Regions from separate parts of the Mus musculus genome. Here region 1 is linked to region 2. Evidence: chromatin contacts called from public HiChIP or PLAC-seq data. All regions are on one chromosome and are shown on one strand. Each heading gives the region's core, a stretch centred on a gene start, on an enhancer-like site or on the middle of the called end of the contact. The rest is flanking DNA. Distances are from core to core; before and after follow the strand shown. Region 1 overlaps D030024E09Rik (RIKEN cDNA D030024E09 gene). Region 2 has its middle 150 kb from the start of Gm24696.

Evidence for each region. HiChIP or PLAC-seq counts read pairs in DNA pulled down with a chosen protein or histone mark.
Region 1: a FOXA1 HiChIP or PLAC-seq map of pancreatic cancer cells shows a contact between it and region 2. The contact joins two enhancer-like sites. A contact is called at or near these places in 3 of 484 Hi-C or Micro-C datasets (cortical neurons and nephron progenitors) and 1 of 115 datasets of contacts at active chromatin or transcription factors (pancreatic cancer cells).

The regions. Positions count from the first base shown.
Region 1 is chr15:61,715,877-61,719,551 of GRCm38.p6, reverse strand. All of the region lies in intron 2 of D030024E09Rik (RIKEN cDNA D030024E09 gene), which reads left to right. Among named protein-coding and RNA genes, the nearest start is that of D030024E09Rik, 57 kb to the left of the region's middle. Within about 2 kb of position 2,236, at least 7 of the 459 cell types and tissues checked have an H3K27ac peak or open chromatin away from gene starts, as enhancers often do. A contact at or near this core is called in pancreatic cancer cells, where this site is marked.
Region 2 is chr15:61,504,318-61,508,142 of GRCm38.p6, reverse strand. No RefSeq gene overlaps it. Among named protein-coding and RNA genes, the nearest start is that of Gm24696, 150 kb to the right of the region's middle. Within about 2 kb of position 1,467, at least 17 of the 459 cell types and tissues checked have an H3K27ac peak or open chromatin away from gene starts, as enhancers often do. A contact at or near this core is called in pancreatic cancer cells, where this site is marked.

The sequences.
Region 1 (3,675 bases), core at 987-3,486, 210 kb before region 2:
GCTGCTTACCCCGCCCTCCCCCCCCCACCCCCCCCTCCGGGGCTTCTCTTGCCTCATTGGTAGAATTGGATAAAGAATAATGTCCCCAGTCATAACATTGCCTTCCAGTTTCTTTTAGGTTATAAATCCTTAGAAAAGTTATGATCAAAAATAGTTGCTATTTATTTGTGTGCATCCTTGTCTCTCCTTGCCCACTGGGCATCATGATGGGCAATGAAATGGTGATCCCTCTGGTGCTTTCATTGTCCCATCACAGTATACAGAAGAACTCATTACATACTTTTAGAATGAAAGGTGGCAAGTTACTTCTAGGTGGGGTTTGCGGATTAATGTGCCATGGGTTAAATCTGCCCGGATAATGCTACCATCCCTCTATCAGTAAAATGTACATTTTAATATCATGGCCACCCACATTTCTTACCATTGCCATCATTGCTAACTGTCATTAACTAAGGCAGACAGCATGCATGCTCACTCAAAGTCAATAATGCTGGTTTGAGAAGAGAAAGTCTGCTGCAGGGATCTTTCCATAAAGATTCAGGGCTTAAGACTGGGCTATTGAACCTTTGAACTAACACATACGTTTATAAATACTAACATTATCCTCTGGATGCTGATAAGAAGCTAGAGACATTGTGATTTCACTCAGTAACTTCTGCCTTTTTGCTTCTATGTTCTTTATCATTCTGGAAACAGATGATCATTTGGCACTAAGTCTGAATTTAATGCTATGTGCACTGACTGAACATCAAGGTTGTCCTCTTATTTCATTGGATGCTAGCATGTTTTCTTTCTGTTGACTTATCACTAAGCAGCACTGGGTCAGCTTCCTTGAAAGTACACAGTGCAGATTTCTTTCAGGCTTTTATTGGTTCACTAGTGATACAATGAGTTAGGTGGGGAGTGACTTATGATCTCACACATACAATGTAAATATTCTACCACTGAACAATATTCTACTAAGTTCCCAGTTTTCCCTTATTTAATCATGACTTATGTTTAGATAAAGTGTTTTCTTTTTTCTAAGAAAATGAAAATACTCCAATAGTTACTTATATGATGTTCAGGGTCCACAGGTCACAGAATAATAGCCTTAGAACACTTGGGTTACCATTCTTTGATTCTTTTCTACTTTTCTTGTAATTTAGATTTCCAGCTGAGATTTAGCAAGCCCAAAATCATTTTTTAAATGTGTACACCCTGTCAGTCACTGTAGTGGATGCCTGTGGTGGAGGAAACTGAAGAGTTAGGTATGCTTCCTGTCCATTAAACTTCCAAGACCAGTTGGGGTAACAAAAACAGATTACTTCAACAGAATGTGATGTGTGTTCAGCAATCATATCCCCAAAGTGTTAGAGCTGCAAAGGGAGGGATGCAGCCTCCTGACTCTGCAGGAAATTGTCACAGAATAGCATTAGCAATTGAACATGAAGATGGATAGATGGGAAAGTGTCAAGTGGAACAATGGGTGAGACATACCAAAAGACAGAAACTGGAATCACGAACAGGCTCTGACAAGTCCTGAAGGATGTATCGAAAGTTTCCTGTTATAAGGATGGCTGTATGAGAATGTTTCCTTCAGTGCTTAGGAACCAGGCACAGATACATCATGTCAGGGGTGTAGACATAATCCATTAGGGCTAAAGCAAACTGGACTTTTATTTGTTTTTCAACTTTCCTCCGTGGCCTTGTCACCTGAAACGAGATTCCCTTGCCAAAGGTACTGTGACAGCTGTCCTTCCTTCACCTTTTGGAAATGTTTGGCTCATATGAAGCAGAGCAAATGTGTATTCCACCATGTGCCCTAGCTCATGAAAGAGCCTGCTGCTGGAGTAGGTAGACTACTGTGTCCATATGTGTTTCCTATTCCCCAGTGTCTTCTGTCCTTAAGGAGGTGGCTGGCTCTTCCAGCTGTCCAAGAGTCATGATGACAAATGGCATAGGCTGTGGTGATCAGGGAACATGACCCCAGAGTGAAGCCAGAATTCTCTAGGGCTGTCCATAAAGAACCTCTGTCCTCTTGCTGAGCTCTCCTGTGTCTAATTCATTTATTAAGCTTGATGGAGCCAACAGTGTTCGAGAGGCTACTTCCTCTACCTGGTGTGTTGCTGGGTTGTAACTTCAAAGCTGCTTTTCACCTGAGAGCTAGATGGTGCAATCACAGGGAGAGTGTTCAACTTGTGGCTTCCTTGTTTCCCACAGCCCTGGAGGAGGGCTCATGGAGCCTGTGGAAATTTCAGGGAGGAAAGGAGTTTCCTGGCTGCTGTTTGCTTTGGAGCATACCAGGAGATCTTTGTGGCTATTTCTGTGTGTTTATTGAGGGATACTTTTATTTTCAATGACAAGATGGGAGAGTAAAGAGCCCTGGACTGAAAATGATGAAAGGGAAGTGAGAGAGAATGAAACGGGAAAGAAAACTAGTCTTTATTTCAGACTCCTTGTCCTTCCCAGGCCGTGTTCCAGGTCATGGAGCCCCATGGTGGGTCTTGAGAAACTGGCTTATTCCTAATGGCCCTGAATTAACAAGATTTTGTTGAATATTAATGACCATCAGGTAATGAGAAAGATTTCTAGGTTGTCAAGTGGGTTTTTTTTTTTTTTGGAATTTTTTTCAGTGTTTAATTTTCTTTAAAAAGAGTTAAAAATTGTCATGGCTTCCTGTCCTCCTGCCAATAAATAGAGGCCAACTCGTCCTTTTGGGATATTTTTTTCCCCTTTGAGTTGATGGAAAGATAAAGCTTCATCCTTTTTTGAACTTAGACATAATGTTTCTTTTGTTATCTCAGTATTTATGTGTCTTATACATAGGATGAAGCCCCTGCAGGTATCCGGCATGTCTTTATTTTTCTTTCTGCTTGGTGTGACATGGAGTGTAAAGAACACAGTCTGTTTTATCAATCCTAACTGAATTTTCACTTGCAGTCTTTATTATTAAAAAAAAAACCCAAACCCTTTCCTTAACTGATCTCACTTGAATGAATAAAGAGCATATAGCTCTGAGAAAATTTATAAACTGTGAGCATGTATTCTACGATTACCAACTACATAATGCCTTGGTTGAAACTCAGTTCTTAGGGGTTTATATTGGTCCTTAATGCAGCTCAGTGACATATGATTGTTGACAGCGTTTTTTGTAGGAATGTGTGGGCGGTTTATTCTAAGAGAACCACAGGATGATAATCATCCAGGTACATCTACCTAAAGTCAGGGATGTAGGATGGAGATCAGTGGTTGCTTACATTAGCCACCAGTCAATGACTGCTAGTTTTCCCACAGCCAAGCCAGCCATATAATATGACTTCCTCCCAGGAAAATGGGGATGGCCACAGAGAAGATATGTAGCATGCCATTCCTGGGCTATTAATACCTTTTGGTGTGAGTCCCCCACCTTTTCTCACTGGTTTACAGAAACAGAACACAGCATGAGGCTGCATGGAAAACAGAAACTATGGAGCAACAGCATCAAACTCCTTTAGGAAAGTACCCAAGAATGTTTTCAGCCTTGTGGATGATGCAGTCTTAGTCAGTTGTAGTTAGACAACACCAAGTTGATATGGCAACAACCTAATGCTTACTACATTCAGGAAAGACCACCCCCCATACCAACATTTAAGCTCAAGGTCTTAGTCTACACTTTCCCAAAGTCCTCACTGCTGGAACATATCCTTCTCTTGA
Region 2 (3,825 bases), core at 218-2,717:
CAGCTATGTAATTTGGTTGAATGTACCAAAATATGTTTCACAAAATGCTCTTGAACCCCCAAATGACCAAGGAGCTAAATCCGATGCAATCATAATAGGATCTCTTTATTCAGGCTTGAGCTTGGGCTCCCCACTAACCATGATACAGCAGGAAGGTGGAGTCCTGAGCCTAGTTTTAGGCAAACATTTATAGAGGCAAGAAGGGAGTACGTAGCTTGGTACACATCTGACTGGGGGACCATTATGGGCTTTAACATAACTGGCTGATGCTGGGAGCCAAACCATAAACCTGATTTTTTTCCTGATTGGTGATTGATAGGAAGTGAAGTATCAGGGTGGGCTTGTAATCTGGGGGTGCACATTTATTTGGGGGGAATAGGCTGGAAACTGGTAGACACAGGTCTTGTTGGGCAGTAGCCTGGAAACTGGTGCTACTGAATTCAAACTTAGGGTAGGTTCTCTAAGATGGAGTCTGAACCCAAGAGCTTTGGCTTCTTATTATCAACTACAGTTTTGAGCCAGCAATGGGCTCAGAGAGTTCTCCCCATGGTCACATAGTTAGGCAGTGGGGTCTAGCTCTACCATATTTTTCTCTTTACCATTATTTTTCGTTACCATGCTACATACAGACAGCATACACTCCACATAAAGATCCCAATGTCAAGGCCTGTGGACAGAATGTTTGACAAAGCTAAAGGGACAGGAGGCATTAGATGCATCTTTCAATATTAGAATGTTTAAATTATTTTAGCTTCCTCAAACATGATCTTCATTGATACATCATTTTAATCCAAGGGCTTCACTGGTCTCTAAAAAGGTTGAGGAAATAGAAGCCATCCCAAGCTGCTGATTACAGATATTTCTCTTGAATTTCCCCAAATCCCATTTAAAAATTTGAGCAGCTAAGTAACAGCTCTCTTGCTCCAAAATCCATTGTGACAAAATCTTCCTGTGAGTAAGGAAACGTCAGTACCGCTGGGTTTGCTGCTTGCTGACCCTTAGCCATGCAATGACTCTGAACTTTCTAGATCATCACAGTGCTAGATGAGGAAAGGTCTCATTCAGGACAAGTGATGAAGTTTACTGAGGATAGCTTATGGCTACCAGTAACCTATCTCTTGACAAATAGCTGGGACTCTATTGGTCATTGTGTTTTCTATTTACCCGACTATCAAACAGCAAGTTAGACACTGGATCCAGACCTGTCCACATGACCTCAGCTCCCCTGTGCTGCTGTGACTAGCTACTCCCTAGTCTGGATTCCCGACTGTGTCTGTATTCTGTGGAGCTTTTTCCTACCTGGAAGCTATGCCCTTTTGTTGGAGATAAGTGCATCCAATTCTGCCACTCCTTTAACTATCAGGAATTCATGATGGCACCTACATCAAAGGCCTAGGGAGTGTGCTCAGGAGACTGTTTGCCTACATGCTGTTTCAGACTGTACCTGGGAGGGTAATCTTTTCATCCTGTCGTGCCTTCCTCAGAAGCCTATCAAACAACTCCTGGCCTTTTCCACCTCCCTTTTATCACCCTCTGGAACAAAGTTGGGACTTGTGCAATGACGGGGTGCTTTTCTGTGGGAACAATAATCTCATTTCAATATGTGTGGGTGGGTAGATTATACATTATGGGCTTGGAGCTCAGTTGTAGGACTAGGGAGGGACTCGGTTAAATAGTTGTATGATTAACAAGCTGCTGGATTTTTATGGTTGCGGGAAGAAAAAAAAAGGCTACTGTGGGAATAATCGGTTCAGATGGAGAATGATTCACCCCAAGGTATTCTGTAGGTTGTAAGGTAGGAGTAGAGACAGGCAAGGCAGTGACCCCCCACATACTTGAAAACAAGTGGAGGTTATTTCTTCAGAGGTCTTTCTTTTTTTTTCCCCATTTTTTAATTAGGTATTTAGCTCATTTACATTTCCAATGCTATACCAAAAGTCCCCCATACCTCCCCCCCCACTCCCCTACCCACCCACTCCCCCTTTTTGGTCCTGGCATTCCCCTGTACTGGGGCATATAAAGTTTGCAAGTCCAATGGGCCTCTCTTTGCAGTGATGGCCGACTAGGCCATCTTTTGATACATATGCAGCTAGAGACAAGAGCTCCGGGGTACTGCTTAGTTCATATTGTTGTTCCACCTATAGGGTTGCAGTTCCCTTTAGTTCCTTGGGTACTTTCTCTAGTTCCTCCATTGGGGGCCCTGTGGTCCATTCAGAGGTCTTTCAATGTGGTCTCTCCATTCCTCTCCTCTTTTCTTCTTCCTCTCCTTCCTTCTCATCTTTTTAAAGCTTTTCTACCTCCTTGGGGGGGGGGAATCTGAATGACAGAGGAAAAATGCCAGTAATAGGTGATGCTTTCCTGTATCAGAGCATGCTACTAGTAGCAAGCTATTAGTTACACAGACGGGCTACAGTAAGGAATTGGAAGTCTGCTGCCAAAATAGCGTATTTTTTTTCATTAATCAGATCACTCGTCTTGATTTCACTCACTGTTTTTGAAAGTGTAAATTGGACTCAATAACTTTCCATGTTTTCTCTGAGTTTGTCGACTCACTGACAGTTTGTTGACTCACTGACAGTTTGTTGGGACCTAACACACTAATGTAGGGCTACAGGTCTGTTAACAAACTCTTGGTCCCTGCCTGTGTTTTGAACCAATGGAGAAAAGGTCACTCAATTTAGGCAGATAGAGACAAGACTGTCACCATGTCAGTAGGGAAACCCTGCTAAGGGTCAAGATTCCAGAGAACAGCAGTAATGGCTTTCCTAAGGCCCCAAAACTTCAAATTATGAGCAATTTGTTGAACCATTCTCCAAGGCAGTTCAGACAAGTGTGTTTCCCACCTGCTAGTGGTGGTGGGGTCTCCTTCTCTGGGAGGCTTCCAGCACGGAATCACAATTCATGCTATGTCTTTTGCTTTCAGGGCTACTCGAAAGACTCCCAAATGAACAGCTTGTGTGAATAAGCTCAGATACCACTTCCAAATGCATTAAACGCGAAGTCACCTCCTTCCAAATAAGAGGCTGTGCCATAGCACAGAAACAAGGAATACTGAGAATAACAGCAATACAGCCAAAAGCCATCTTTCTAACAGCTGTTGCCCATGCACACATCTCAGGCTACTTGGTTGTTAGAACAGGGCCATAAGGACTAATCAGGCCAATGGTCTTCAGCAAAAGCCACATGAGTGATGAATAAAAATTTCTTCTGTCCACCTCTATCTGCCATGGTGACCCTGAAGGATATATGCTGTAGATGGCATAATTACAAGACAGTGGAAGCATGTTGAAGCTGGAAAAAAAAAACACTGTGTGAATGATAAATCAATTGTATGTATGTCTAAACCACTGAGATTCTAAGTTTTTATTGTTGTTATGGAAACAGAATCTGTCTCCTCCTGACTAAAAATATTCCTCCTTCCTCAAGTCAAGGACTGGGTCAGTTGTGAAAAGGAAAATAATTTTTGTGTTCAAGAACAGTTGGTCTAATGGGGAAGTCAGAAAACTCATAGGGAAGGATAATTATTATCTGTGTTAAGAACTCTGAAATGCAGAAAGCAGTTCTTGGGAGGAACACCTTGAAATGTGTGGCAGGATAAACATCAATTATAAAAGTCATTGTAGCAAACATAAAATGATGTGTTTAAGTAGATGGTGATAGATCTTTCACACAATGAAGCCAGACCCTTCTCACGGGAGAGCTTTGTCCTAAAGGGTACATGTATAAGATCTAATTCATAAAGTGTTTCTCCTACTCTTCACCATTAGCAAGAAAGTTTATGGGTTTCCTCTTCCTGTTGTGGTTTCTTATAAAAAGTAAAGCTTT